Regions from separate parts of the Sus scrofa genome. Here region 2 is linked to region 1. Evidence: chromatin contacts called from public Hi-C data. All regions are on one chromosome and are shown on one strand. The core of a region is the stretch at or near the end of the contact, and the rest is flanking DNA. Distances in the headings are between cores, read along the strand shown.

What was found. A called contact is a pair of places that touch in the nucleus more often than the background predicts.
Region 2: a contact with region 1 is called in a Hi-C map of fetal heart ventricle, with 2.7 times the contacts expected there. The contact joins two enhancer-like sites. A contact is called at or near these places in 2 of 47 Hi-C or Micro-C datasets (embryonic fibroblasts and fetal heart ventricle).

The regions. Positions count from the first base shown.
Region 1 is chr17:7,857,195-7,864,852 of Sscrofa11.1, reverse strand. No RefSeq gene overlaps it. Among named protein-coding and RNA genes, the nearest start is that of ZFP42, 450 kb to the right of the region's middle. Within about 2 kb of position 3,787, at least 5 of the 83 cell types and tissues checked have an H3K27ac peak or open chromatin away from gene starts, as enhancers often do.
Region 2 is chr17:8,447,225-8,454,095 of Sscrofa11.1, reverse strand. No RefSeq gene overlaps it. Among named protein-coding and RNA genes, the nearest start is that of FAT1, 15 kb to the left of the region's middle. Within about 2 kb of position 2,190, at least 54 of the 83 cell types and tissues checked have an H3K27ac peak or open chromatin away from gene starts, as enhancers often do.

The sequences.
Region 1 (7,658 bases), core at 2,538-5,037:
AATTGGCAATGGAAGGATTTTGCTGGTTTGGCTGAAGTGAAGTGCTCTGCAGCATTTCATTCTAGTGGAGTGTCTGACTGTGAAAATCTTTCCAATTGTAATTCTCTTTGGCTTGCCAAAAGGGGATTATGAATTAAAGTTAATGTTGCAGGAAATGTCACCTGTCCTTTGAAGGAAAATAATAAATCAAAATGGCTTTGTTCCTCATATTTAAAAGGAAAAAAATGTCGATCTACTTAGGGGTCTCCTCTCATTCCTTGACAAAACAGGTAAATAAATACAGCAGAATTTCATTGTGGCTTTTCATGTTAATTCTTGCTCACCTCTAAACAGGGAAAGGGAATTTTTTTCAATATACATTCATTAAGAAAAGAGAAAAATAAGAACAGAGAGATAAAGAGAAGGGAGATGAAGAGAGTAGCATGACTCCAGAAGTAGAATTCTTCACGTCTGAATTAAGAAAAGCTCTATTGAAAAGATGTTTTCTTCCTTTCATGGATATCGGGGTATAAATTCAAGAATAAAAAGTAAATAAAAACAGAATCTGGAGACTGATTCCTCAAAGACTTTAAGTATTTATATATTATGTTTTAAGGAAATAAAAACAAACCTACAAAACCAGCACAATAGAGCTCAAAATTATCTGTATTTCTTTTGCCTCAATGTTTTTTCAGGGGTTTTTAGCAATAAATGTTGCCTGTGATGAGTTTTTATCACTTTAGAGAAAGAAAGTGATGTTTCTGGCTTATGTAGACACCATGCCCACAGTGATACAACTTATTTGTAAAAAGATAATTAGCAATGCTACTTTTTACATATTAATCTGAAAAGGCAGAAAAGCAATTTGGTAGTTGACGCCGCTACCTTGAACTCCACTTGTTGTTTTAATCACCTCTAAATAATATTTGGAATATTAATGGGTTGACAAATTTAGAAATGGCCATAGACTTGAAAGATGGAAGATAATGGATTATGACATTTGCTTACTAATATTGCAATGATGTGATTTATGAAATTAAAAGAAACCTATAAACCAATTATAAAGGACCTATAGAATATTTATAGAGTGTTATTTCTTTGACCGTGTATTCCCTGGTATGGTTTGGAAGAATATAAGCAACTTTTTAAATGTGGTTTTAAAATCGGGACACATTGCATTGTATATTTTTAGTTATTGGTTTGTAACTGAATAACATACACTGAATCAAATACAACTGGACATTTTCATTTGAATAATACACGCACACTAAATATACATTCTCTTTTTTTATCAAGCCAGAGTGATGACTCAAACAAATAGCAACTTTTGGGTATAGTGAGGACACAGACTTGTAATCTTGTTCTGCCCCTTCTCTATCACCGAGATTAAGACGTTTCCCTTGTAAACATCTTATATTGTTTCTATATTGAGATAAACCATAAAACAGTTATCAGATTAGGAGGAAGTTAACAACTTAAAGTTCTGATTTCGAATCAAAATAAAATGATAATGGATAGACCATAATATATACATAAAAATGTACCCACACATAAAAATAGATACATACATACTTATAGATACACATACCCACACACACAGATTGACGGAAACATAGATGCATAGATAGACAGAACCCTCAGTCAAAACTTGCATAAATTTACATAGCTGCTATGTCTTGATTTCTTCCTTGACTTGGATTTCCAGATATATAGAGCAAATTAAAAAAAAAATTATTTTAACTATGTTACTGTTCAACCTTATCATCATTGAGGGTTTAGGATTATCTATTTAAATTTTGTGATTAGCCATATTGATTCTGGGTCAGTTCCTCACCTCTCTATCATCTCATCTGAATTTTTACTGGCAACGAAAAGGCTCTTTCCTTTGTAGGAGCAAAATCTGAAGAGAGCCAAATCTTCCTAGACTGGATACATTCCCCAAGGTTTTTCAACACTTCTGCATATAATCTACTCCACTGCTCACAGCACCCAGTGAGACTCCAATAAATGTTGTTGATGGACTGCTTCCTACCTAGTTAGAAATGGGGGGGGGGATTAAACATACTTTTGGTATATTTCCTAGCTTCAATATTTTAACATTTTAAAGGAGCTAAATGTGGTTCAAAATGGTGTAAGCATTTCAATTATGTTGCCAGAAGAGTCTGAGAACAATAAAATGATATAGAGATGGAGCAGAAAGTAAGAGAACTGGCTTTAAAAGTCAAATTACCTGGTGTTTCTCTCTCAACACTTCGACCCAAATTTAAGGCATTAAATCTAATTTCAAAATGTGATTACATACGGAAAGCACAAAACACATCCATGCATAAACAAAAGCAGGGGTTAGGCCGAAGGACACACCATTCTTTGGTCAAAATGTGGAAGTTAATTATAAAATGTACATGAATAAAAAAAAGAAATATAAAATGGGAAAGTTTTGAAATAGGACATTTTGAAGTCAATACATTACTTTTGTACTCTCTTCAACAAAAGCAATCATTTTTGAAACTCCTTGAGTATTATTCAGATAATAAAAAATATGTTTCCTGAACAATTGTAAAATACCAGGCTTTGGCTATGCTTCTTGAAAATAATGATATCAATAAATAGAAAAGGGAAAACTGCAGCTCATATGACTGTCAATAGTATATAAAAATATTTCGTTTCATTTTTCCCTATATGTTAATTTTTCTTTCTCTATTCATGTTTAAAACTGTAAGTACTCTGGAAACATTTTGATTATATTTTACAAAGTTTGATTTTTTTCTATCTTCAGAACTTAAAAGATTTTCTATAGTTTCTATTGTTCTTTAGTCTTCTAATTAAAATTTTCTTTAACATGACTACAATATACAGGTTGTATTATTAACATAGGTAATTTAAAGATTTGGAATAAATTGATCACTTAAATTCAGATCTAAATGATCATATTAATGAACATTTAGATAGTTTTCATGACATATTTAGCTGTAATAGTAGGAGGAGACATGACAATATATGGAGGAATTATAGTTCCATATGATACAATTTGTCATCTTCCTTGTGTGAAACAATCTAAACTTGAAAGTATATGGCTTTACCAAATCGAGGTGAAAAACTGCTTTAAAAATGAAAGCTTGCTTTACATCAGTAATTTGTCAGTGTAAATTTCACACTGGAGAACAATAGCTAAGCAAACGAATTCTCTTCAGTGAAATTAATTTGTGTATGCAGACATAGGGTATGTATGTTTCTAGCAAATCTTTGCCCACAAAGAGCTACTAACATCTCTGCTATGATGGGTCAGAGGATTATAGATATTTGGGGGTCCCTTTCTTCCAATTCTCTTGCCCATTTTCCTCTTGGTTCCTTTCAATTCCTATCCATCCTCCAGAGTCCAATGAAGTGCAATTATAACTCTAGACCAAAATAGATTTCTGAGAACTGGATGCTGTTGACTGAAATAGAAACACATGGGAGAGCTGTGAGTTTCAGTTATATTGGGAGCCTCACTGAGGACCAGAGACTGGAGACAGCCTCTGAGATAGCCCTGAGGAACTCCTACAAAGGGTGAAGGAGATCAGCATACATGTGATTTTGGAGAAAGGGTGTGGGCACTCAAGCAGACATCTTCATAGAAGGTAGCTGCTAGTTAAGAGGAATCTTAGTTAATGACATTAGCAATTTTCTAAATAAGGGAAGATGCTAGAAATTGGGTTCAAAATTTTTTCTCCTAAAAATATCTATCCGAAGGCCTGCTCTGCCAGAGCGCAGTTCCATCATTCCTGATCTGCACCCTGAACTCCTTTCAGGGTATGTTGAAAGTCAGCTCAGTGACTACAGTGGCCAGTGACTCAATCCTTGTAGAGCCAGATGGCGAGCAACACTCTTTGGTTGGCAATGCGCAACCACGGTTTATTTTCTGATGCTATTTGCCAAACATGTTTTCTTCAGCTACTGAAATTAGCATTCCAACAGTAACAGAAATTGCTAAGTATTTCATCAACATTCACACAACTATGTTTGCAGTCCTTTGAAGCCTTGCATGAGCATCAGCCTCTCCAAGGAAATGAACTTATTTGCCCTCACTATCAATTGCCAGTTTCAATCAGCTTTGCCTCCCATTTCCACAAGGAATCTTCCCATTAATACCTAGCAACTCAAAGGACGGTAGCCTTGGCATCACCTGGGAGTTAGAAATTCATAACTACTCAACTAGAATCTGCAATTTAGTAAGGTCCATAAATTCATGTGCAAATGGAAGATTGGGAAGCACTGATCTTTTCTTTCTTTTCTTTTTATTTATTTTTTTTATTTTTTATTTTTAGACCCACACGGGCGGCACATGGAAGTTCCTAGGCTAGGGGTCGAATTGGAGCGGCAGCTGCCAGCCTACACCACAGCCACAGCAACTGGGGATCTGAGTCACATCTGCAAACTACACCATAGCTCATGGCAATGCCAGATCCTTCCCTACTGAGCAAGCCAAGGATCAAACCCACATCCTTATGGATATTAGTCGGATTCATTACCACTGAGCCACAACAGGAACTTCCTGGGAAGCACTGAACTAAATGCATCCACCATCATAAATAGGACAGCAATGCTGCTTCCAATCTTTAGCTCTCTTTCTATTGCTTGCAAAGATCTTGTCTGGACTTGTGTGCATGATTTCTCTTGTGGAAGACCTCTTTCAGATCTTAATTCCTTTCACACCCCTCCCTTACCTGGGCAGGACAAAAAGGTACAGTTACATACCCCTATAACCCCAGAGAGAACCTACCTTGGTACCAATGCCTACTGCAGGAGTATCATCCTCAGAGGACTAAAGATTTTTAAGAGTTTCACTAAAGATCAAATATACTTATATGTGTATGTGTGTGTGTGTGTGTGCATGTTGTGTATGTGCATGTATTTTATCTCTCACCCCATTTTCACCCTCACAATTTTTCACATAACTAAAATAGGGGAAATTCGTTATTAAATACTTTTAAGAGGAAGTTTTTCTGCAAATATTACAATAACTATTCTCTTTATGTCATCCTTGTGAGAGAGATCATTGGCTTTATCCTAGATTAGAGACCTGGAATGGACTATCCATGGATTTTGAAAGTATTGTAAATTAGTTTTTCCCAAGCAACAATTATTTTTCTGTCCTAAAGTCTGCAGGAATTATAAGGCTTGAGGAAAAGAACCACTGGTAGTTTGGGAAGCTCTGACAAACAATTAAGTAGAGAATGATTTAGGACAAAGTTCAGTTCCTGGACAGACTCACTGCTGATTCTGATTTAAAAAAAAAGAAAAATGTTGCCAAGACAAAAATGCTCCTTCTGTTCTGCATAAGTGCCTTTCATTCGAACTTAACCAAAAAAAACAGTAATATTCAGAATGATAAATTGGATTATATAATTAGTGTTAAGTGGGTTCTAAAATATGGAAAATGTCTCTAACTTTCTTGGCTTTACCTAAAAATTGTTTGAACGAATGAGAGTTTTCATATGCATATATTCCTATGCAGTGTGGCTCTGACACCAATTGCAATTCAATATTCCACCTGGTAAAAACAATTTTCACTCATTTCTCCTCTAACTATATAACCTTCTTGAAAGCATTGCTCACTTCTCCTCTTTAGGAGCCTTTAAAATGCCTCGAATTTATCACAGAGTTATATGCCCAGGGAGGTTCACTACAAGAAACCTTGTATTTCAGCGGAGCAAAATTTGCCACCCTAAAATATTTGCCACCCTAAAATATCTCTTTGGCATGTGGCTTGTTTTGAGCTGAAAACAGTCAATGCCCAAAAGATTCAGGAAGAAACTTTGACCTCCGTCTTAGCTGCCCAAAGAATGTAGACAGAGGACTTGTTCCAGGCAGGGAGCAGTAACCATAGATAACTATAGTATAAACCAGGGGTATAGATAGGGAGAAACCTAGCAAAGCCTGTATGTTAAAAGCCCTTTCTGTGTCCCCTGTCTCTTCAGGGCCCAGCCAACTGTTGATTACCAAACCTTGCTTTTCCATTGGCCATGTCTTTTTGCCTTCCTCCCTTAAAGTTCCAAACCATTACCCCCAATAGCCTCTTTCGTCTTTAGCTGAAAGTAATATTTAAAGTGAGGATTTTGGCCACTTTGGCAAATTATTGTTTTCTGGAGTCTCTCCCATGTATACTATGCACTTTTGTGTGATTTCTTTCCTGTTAATCTATCTCACATCAGTTTAATTTTCAGACCAGCCAGAAGAATCTAGTTGGGTAGAAGAAAAGATCTTCCTCCCAAAGGAATCTAAATGCCTATAAATAAGGCAGTGATTAGATTTTAAAAATTACACACTTATATAATGGAATATTTTGCAGTGAAAAAAAATAGGAGATAAAATACAATTGCTGATTTGAAAAGATGTCAAGGTATGTTGTGAACTTTTAAAACACAAGGGAACATTGAAAAGCGAAATGTGTAATAATTCCTGTTAAAACTGCATGTACCCATGAACAGAGAAACATAGATTGATACTGATAGCTATAGACAAAAGATGGATAAATAAGTAGGTAGATAGGTAGGTAAGCAGGCTGGTAGGCAGATGGATATGGAAATAAAGATGGAGGTGTGTTCGAGAAGTTTTGAAAAGGAATCAATAGACACAGATAACAAATATTGCTAAGAAGTTCAAATTAAATGTGGGAAAGGAGACTTTTACTTTCCTCTAAATGCCTTTACACAGTGTCTGAATTTTTTCATGAATGTGTGTTACAGTTTTTAAAAATCATGTGTTTCAGAGTTCCTGTTCTGGCTCAGTGGGTTATGAACCCAACTAGTATCCCTGAGGAAGCAGGTTCAATCCCCAGCCTCACTCAGTGGATTAAGGATCTGGTGTTGCCATGAGCTGTGGTGTAGGTCACAGATGTGGTTCAAATCCTACATTGCTGTGGTTGTGGCATAGGCCAGCGGCTGCAGCTCCTCCAATTTGACCCCTAGCCTGGGAACATCCATGTTCTACAGGTGAGTCTCCTTAAAAAAAAAAAAAAAAAAAAAAAAAAATGGAGTTCCCTTCTTCATTCTTGGCTCAGTGGTTAACAAACCATTCGGATGTGGGTTGGATCCCTGGCCTTGCTCAGTGAGTTAAGGATCTGGCATTGCAAAGGGCTGCAGTGTAGCCCTCAGACATGGCTTGGATCTGCTGTTGCTGTGGATGTGGCTTTGGCCGGCAGCTGTAGCTCCAGTTCAACCTCTAACCTGGGAACTTCCCATATGCTGCAAGTGTGGCCCTAAGAAGTCAAAAAAAAAAAAAAAAAAGAAGGAAAATCTTGTGCTTCTATAGTGTACAGCATTTACTTTGAATCCCAAATATTCTGCCTATTTCACTTCTTAGCTATTTCTATTTACTCAGTTATTAATCCTGTAATTTAGATTTAACTTTATATACTCATTGCCCTTGGTCTAAAATAGCTTTCTACTTTGATTCTCCTTTCTTGTCTTTTCTGAACTTTAAGGTAGACTCTCCAGGAAAGAAACCAATTAAATAGATTTGGGCAATCATTCACCTCCTGAGCATGGCTTAACCCCTATCCTCTCTTAATCCAGAGACCAACTAACTGCATTTTTAACTTAGATATTTAAATTAAATGCTTCCAAAATGAGGAACATGACTTTAAATAAAGATGGTTTCTCTTACAACCATAAATGCATGCTCAAATTCAACAATTA
Region 2 (6,871 bases), core at 941-3,440, 590 kb before region 1:
GAGGCCTATGGAGATTCCCAGGCTAGGGGTGGACTCGGAGCTAGAGCTGCCATCTACACCACAGCTCAGGGCAACACAAGATCCTTAACCCACTGAGTGAGGCCAGGAATGGAAACTGCATCCTCATGGATACTAGTCCGGTTAACCGCTGAGCACAAGAGCAACTCCTGCACATAATTTTTAGATTCTTCTTTTGGCGCCTGTCAATAACATGGATTTAAATGATCTATTAACATGATGGGACCCCACTAGGAGTACTTCTAGTAACTAATTAAAAGATACATATGAATACATATACAGATGGCCTTAGAGATTTTCTACGTTTTCCAACAATCTCACTTCCTTTCAGAGTGACAAAGAATTTGGCTCATTTAAGATATTCATTATTCCAGGAATGAATACACAAATGTTATTTAAGTCAAACCTTACAATGAATGCGTTAAGTGCCATGTTTGACATAACTTAGGGTTATATTAATTACTTTTAAAAGTTATGTAATGTTTTAAATACTTTTACACTCATTATAAAGCTTAAATACATAGCAAAGAAAGGGGGATAATAATTCTACTTGTGGAACCAGAGTCGTCCTTCTAAAGCACAAAGCCAAACATCATAATTAACCTACAGACCTGGAGAAACACATTTTCTAAGTAACTGCAGTAACTGGATGTGTTGGAGCACCACAACTCTAAGAGTAATAAGGATAAACATCACCATTACCTACTTTTAACACGTGCAGATGGATATCTTCTTAAACCACTGAAACCTATTTCTGTATATGAAGCCTTAAGAATCTGCTTTTGTAAAAGATATAAAAATAACTGAAGATCATTTGTCGTTTAAACCTTTTGCGATTTTAATAGTAACTGTAAATATCCAATTAAAAAAAAAAACAACAACAAAACTTCTCTACTAGGCACCAGGGAGTTGCTTAACAAAAGCCACTTAATAAAACCATACTTCAGACACATTAAAAAAAAAAAACTTTAACTGCATAGAAAATATTTATGAGTTTACTCTCCTAATGCATACAATTGGTCCTTGTTTTCAAAGCGCCACAATTCACATCAGTGGGAACAAAAAAAAAAATCTTACAGAGACAACGGAAAGTTAACTTCCTAGAGGAAAGCACTTGGAGTAAGAAAAAGCACTGAAAGAACCAGAATCTCTTTCTTTTTTAAAGACCTTACAAGTTTCTCTTCCAAAAAAGAGACAGAAATAAACTAATAGCCCAGTTGCAAATGTTTAGCCCAAAGATTTACCAACCGCACCTAAGAACATTCAACCAGTTACAAATCAAACCTCAAGGCAGCACTCCTTCAGGGCACAAAACACCTAAGAAAACTTATGACTCCATCGCAAAGATCCTATCCCTTAGCAGTTGGATTCTCTTTACACCACACCTACGCTGTGAATATCTAACAAATCAGAAGAATTAAGCGCAGAGCCAGATCAGTGGAGTGTTTAGCAGACTCCAGTGTTACCCGAAGTAAGCAGAGCGCGCGTGTGAAGTTTCCGAGCTCCTTTCCGAGGCGGAAGTTCTCGCGCTGCAGCAGCAGCTCTGCTTTCCAGCAATGGCTCCGGGGCCAAACCTGGTGCAGCCCCGGCCGCTGCCCGCTCTGCGCTGCAGCTCTGGGGGTGAGTAATTACCATTCCAGTCACGATGCGAATTATCCGCTCCCGCCCCTCCGCCTCCTCCCCAAACCTGCTGGAATCCAGGGCCAGCCCTGAACTTGCCGAGTGGGCCAGCGCCTCCGCACCCCTGCAGTCTGGTGGGGCACTTTCTTTCCATCCCAGTTCCCAGACTGCCCGCGGTGCACTGTCCAGGGCTGGGTAGAAGCAAGGTCTCACGGAGTAAAAAGCCCGCCACCGCGCCGCAGCAAGTTGCCCGTGCCCCAGGCACAGAGGGCTCCTGCTCGGCCAGGTATTGGCACGGAGCGCGCCGCTCAACCCTCGCCCACGGCACTCAAGCCCCAGCTTGGTTTCCCTCAAACTTACAGCAAAGTTGGCCTGAAGCGAAGGCGGCACTCTCCAGGGCGCGCACTCTCGCCTCAGCGCGCCCCCGAGGGGGGTCCCGGCCTGCCGGGGACTTCGTTGGTCCCGCAGGACCGCATGGTCTTGGCGGCCCACCTTCGCTCCCCGCACGCCTCGCTCCAAGGCTGCGTCCTGCAGCCTGCTCCAAAGCCGCGGGGTTGGGCCCCCGCGTCTTACAAGCACGGCGCGGGGATATATCCCTCCGCCCGCGGCCACGCCCGCAAGCGCCGGCTCTCGTTTCTTCCGCGGGGAAACTCGACCTGACTTTCTCCGGCAGCCGGACTCCCAGACCCGGGGACTGGGGCTAGGGCTCCCCCGCCTAAGGTCAGGGATCTCCCTGCAGCTACAGCAGCCAACTCTAAGCGAAGAGACTAGAGTGCGCAGGATAATCTAGCGACACCCCGAGGAACAGTCTGGGCCTCGCTCTAGTGCGGAGTTATGGCCAACACACAGATTTGTGGAGGGAATTAATATAGAATATTCTCTGCTAGGAAGGGAAACATTAGCTTAACAATTTAAAAAAAAAAAAAAGCGCTTCCCACGCCTCTCTCTTTTGATTCTCGGGAACCTTAAGGGAATTGCTACATCTGCATTTGAATGCCTTGGTTGTAGGTCTGCATTAGCTCAGTGGAATAAAATCTTCCAAAAGATCTCAAAAAGAATGCAGTTAGATCGGAATCGACTTCTTCAATCTACGCTAAGATCCCGGGCAAATGAAAAAGCTTTCTCCGCGACCTCTTTTCACAGAGCCAGTTGGACCCCAGAACCTCCCCCGCCCAGGTAACGAACCTCAACGCCGGCCTTCCCAGGCAGACACCCCCGGCTCCCAGGTCTGCGGGACAAAGGACAGCGGTGCCGCCTCGTGCGCTTTCCCACCCGGTAAGTACAGCCTGCAAACTGTGAACTCAGTCTAATGAGAATCTACAAGTTCCTCGCGGAGAAGGGGAAACCCTGGGTGTCCAGACGTCCCACTCGGGGAACTCCCCCCGCCCCCCAAGCCCAAGAGCGAGGTCCGGGCATCCCGGGGCTGTGAGCCCAGCCTCAGCTCAGGCAAAGCTCCAGACGCCGGCTCAGCGCTGCCAGGAGTGCTCCCGGCCGTTGGGAAACAGCCCTCAGAAGAGGGCGGACATGACCTCAGAAAGTTTGTGGAGCTCAAATATGTTAACACTGTGAGGACAAAGAGATATGATTTCCCTGGAACCGGTGGAGGGGGGCTGCAGGGGGAACCACGAGGGCGAGGGAATCTAGGGTTAAAGAGGGAATTGCCTTAGTTCAAAGTTAATGCAGTCTCCTCTTACACCATCTCAAAGAAGGTGAGTGGAAAAAAAAAAGTGTGGGCAGGTTATGGTTAGGAAGGAAAAGTAATGCCTGCAGACTGAGTGTGCTGATTCGTAGCACTATGAGAATGTGGCATATTCCCTGCCAGTTATTTAGAATACGCACAAATTCACCCGTGCAACAAACATCATCATCATCCAAACACCCAGCCACAGCCATAACTGCGCAAAGGGCTCCTAGAGTTACAGGTCAATTTCATACATGGAAAACGTGGAAAAAAGGTGACCTGATCGCTAAGCTCAACTCTTTTGTGCCCCTTGCTGAATTCTAACTCCAAGCAGAACACAATCACCCATGAATGCCAACAGTTTGTTTGGGGGGCGGTGGGGGTGGAGAACAGTAAAAGATAGAACAACATTCTGCAAGATAAAATCACAAGATTTTTTAAATGGGACAAAAGAATTCCTGGAGAAAATTACCGTTCATTAATAAATAACAATGATCACTTGGACTAAAACATCTGTTTGGAAATTCCGATTCACCGGATTCCCTGAGAAACCTAATTGCCTGGAAGAAGTTGCACTTTGTCGCCACAGGAACAGCCGAGAGCCAGAGATGGAGGTTTCAGAGGCCAGTGCAGCCACGTTTTTACTGATCCTTTAGCCCCAACAGAACGAAAAGAGATGCCTTTTTGCTACTATCACATTACCTTCATATGAACGAGAAATGTAGTTCAAGCTCCTCACTTGTCCTCTCAATAGTCGATCCTTCCTAACCCAGTCCCCAGAGGCTCAAGAAAATTAGGAGGATGGGAGTGGGTTCCCAAAAACAGAAAAAGCTTTCTGCCAAGCACCGCCTTTGCATCCAGTCCACCCAAGCTGGTATTTGTATATTAGACATAAAACCGACCTTAGTGGGTGATAACTGAAGCCCAGGGTATTGTTGACCTGCCTCAAGCCCACGTCCCAGAACCGGCAGGTCCAAGTTCGTGGTGGGCTCAGAACCCCACAGGGAGCGCGCGCTTTGCCGGGTATCCGGACTAGAGGGCGCTGCGCCACTGCAGATCACGCGCACCCGATGCATCCTCCCTGGGCACCATTTCTATAATAAGTTACATTCGAAATAATGCACAAACAGCATAGCTTTTCAAGTTCTTTTCAACAGTGCCCTGTAAGTATTTTATGAATTCCAAAACCTATGCATACTGATCTTTCATTCCGAGCCAAGCACAACCGGAGCGGAAAGCCTGTAGGATGCATTCGCTTCCCTGTACTAGCCAAACACCACGTAATTTCATTTACGTTTAAACTTAAATACAAAAAGGCTTGCACTAAGAAAGGAACTCACTCGTCCAGCCGAGTCCTCGTTGCTCCGCGTTGAAGTCCGAGCAGCTCTGTAATCCCTACGCGATTTGGCTGTTTAAGAAAAAAAAAAAAAAAAAAGCCGTGCCAGAAGTACCAACTTTGCTACCCTCGGATCTTCAGCTTGTCCCCAACGAGAGTGCGAAGCGCCCGCGCAGCCCAGGTGGCCCCATCTCTAGAGGCTTCCGTCCTGGGTGAAACTTGAGCACCAAAAGGAGGAGAAATGAGAGTGCGCGAGGGCTAGAGAGAGGGCCGAAGAGAAACCAAGTTTGTCTGGACTAGTCCGGGCAGGGAGCCGCTGAGTTTAGGAGTTGCGGCTGGGAGCTGCGGCGGATCACTGCCTCTTTCCCCACTCACTCCCTCCGGGAGGTGGTGGGGGAGGGGAGGTGACGTCAGCGCCCCGCCTCGCCCCCAGCCCCGCGGCGCGGACCGGATTCTCCAGCCGGGTCCGCCTCCCGGACGGTAGCGGCGGCGAGCTCGGAGGCTGGGCAGGCTCCTCTGCTGCAGCGATGGCTGCGATCCTGGCGGTGAAGCGGCTGCCCGTCTCCACCCTGCCGCGTCTCCCCGGCACAGGGGAGCTCTGGCGTTCCTCGCACTCAGCACCGGAGCGGCCCCGCGCGCGCACCTCGCTGGCTTGCCTTCTCGCTAGCCCGCTCCGGCCGCGTTTCCCACGGCTCGAACTGCAGGTGATGCTCTTTCTCTTCTGCAGCTGAGATTCGTCGCGAAGTGACGCCTCCCGGTTTTTGCAGGGCGGAAGCGTGAAGAGTCTCTGCAGACTGGCCTGGACGACTTGTACTTTGTAGCCCTCCAACTTCAGGATGTGATCTATTTTAAATACTTCTCGTGTTCAATCGCTGTTTGTGATCTTTGCGTTGAAAATTACGGAGCCATATTTTAATGTTCAAATCCTTTCTAAAAGCGTCTACGTTTTTAGCCCGTACTCTGAAGAGTACGGGGATCCGTGGGGTGGGAGGAGAAGTGGAGGAGGAGCCAGTTTCTAACGTTTCTTAGGAGTCATCCACAGCGATAGGGGCCAATAGACAAATCAATGTCTACTCCTCGTAATATAGACTAAGATAAATGTAGATGCTGTTGAAGTTTAATTCGCAAGTAAATGCGTCATTTCTGTGTAAGCATTCAGGCGCCAGGAAAATATCTGCTGTGGAATTTTTTTTTTCCCCCAAAGGAGCTGAAGTGTCGAAATAAAATTTCAACACCGTAAAATTCCCAGGGAGCCATTTCTGAGTTGACTCTGTCCCCAGAAGGCTGGCATTAAAATTCAAAGATCCCTGGAAAAGGAAAGGGGGCTAGGAACAGGTTCTATTAATACCTTCAAAGCCATTGATCTAGATTTAGTGGTCAGTTTAGCTGGCTGTTATCTTTGAAAGGTAAAGAGCAAAACCCTTAGGATACAGGAAACAAGGGAAGGAGTTAAAGCATTAAGAAAAAAGATTAAGTGTTGGAGTATTGCCTGTGCTTATAAGGCCTTGAGGAAGAAGTCATTTAAGAGATCTCTAAATTAGTTTCCTCATCTATGATAAGGAATGACACCTGCTTCACATTGTAAAAATGTATTCGTGTATTTTTTTTCCTTCGAAAATATTTATCGAATGCCATTTATTTGCCAGGGAGATAACAATCACTCACACAGGCAGCACTTTCCCCCAGCATCATCTACAGTGTCTATTAAGCACCTAGGATCAATATTCTTTCTTACCCTCCTTGGTTCTTTGCAGTGTCTCATTCTCCTCATCTATACAATTAGGAAGTTGAAGTTATTACAAATAATTTAAGGTGTATGTTGCTTTGAAAGGGAGAGGAGGGCACCAAGAGGCTAGGAGATGGAGGGTTATGAGTCTTCAGACCTGGGAGCACCCAGAAGGTGCCAAATTCCTGAGGAGGGAGGAAGCAATCAAAGGACAAACTGACTTGAAAGGCCAGACAGTTAGTACAGAGGACTGACCTCCTATGCTTCACTATTTCATCCACACAGGCCACTCCTTTTATGTCAATAGTTGAATTTAGAAATTGACCATGTATTACAAGTTCTTATAAATGATACACATAAGTTGCCCCCAGAAGCTGCCATGCGAGTCAATTTGGTTTGCTATACTCATCTTTCGAGCTATCATTGGTAAATCAAATAACTTCCAATAAAAATATACAAATGAGACCTTATATATAATCATTGATAGTAT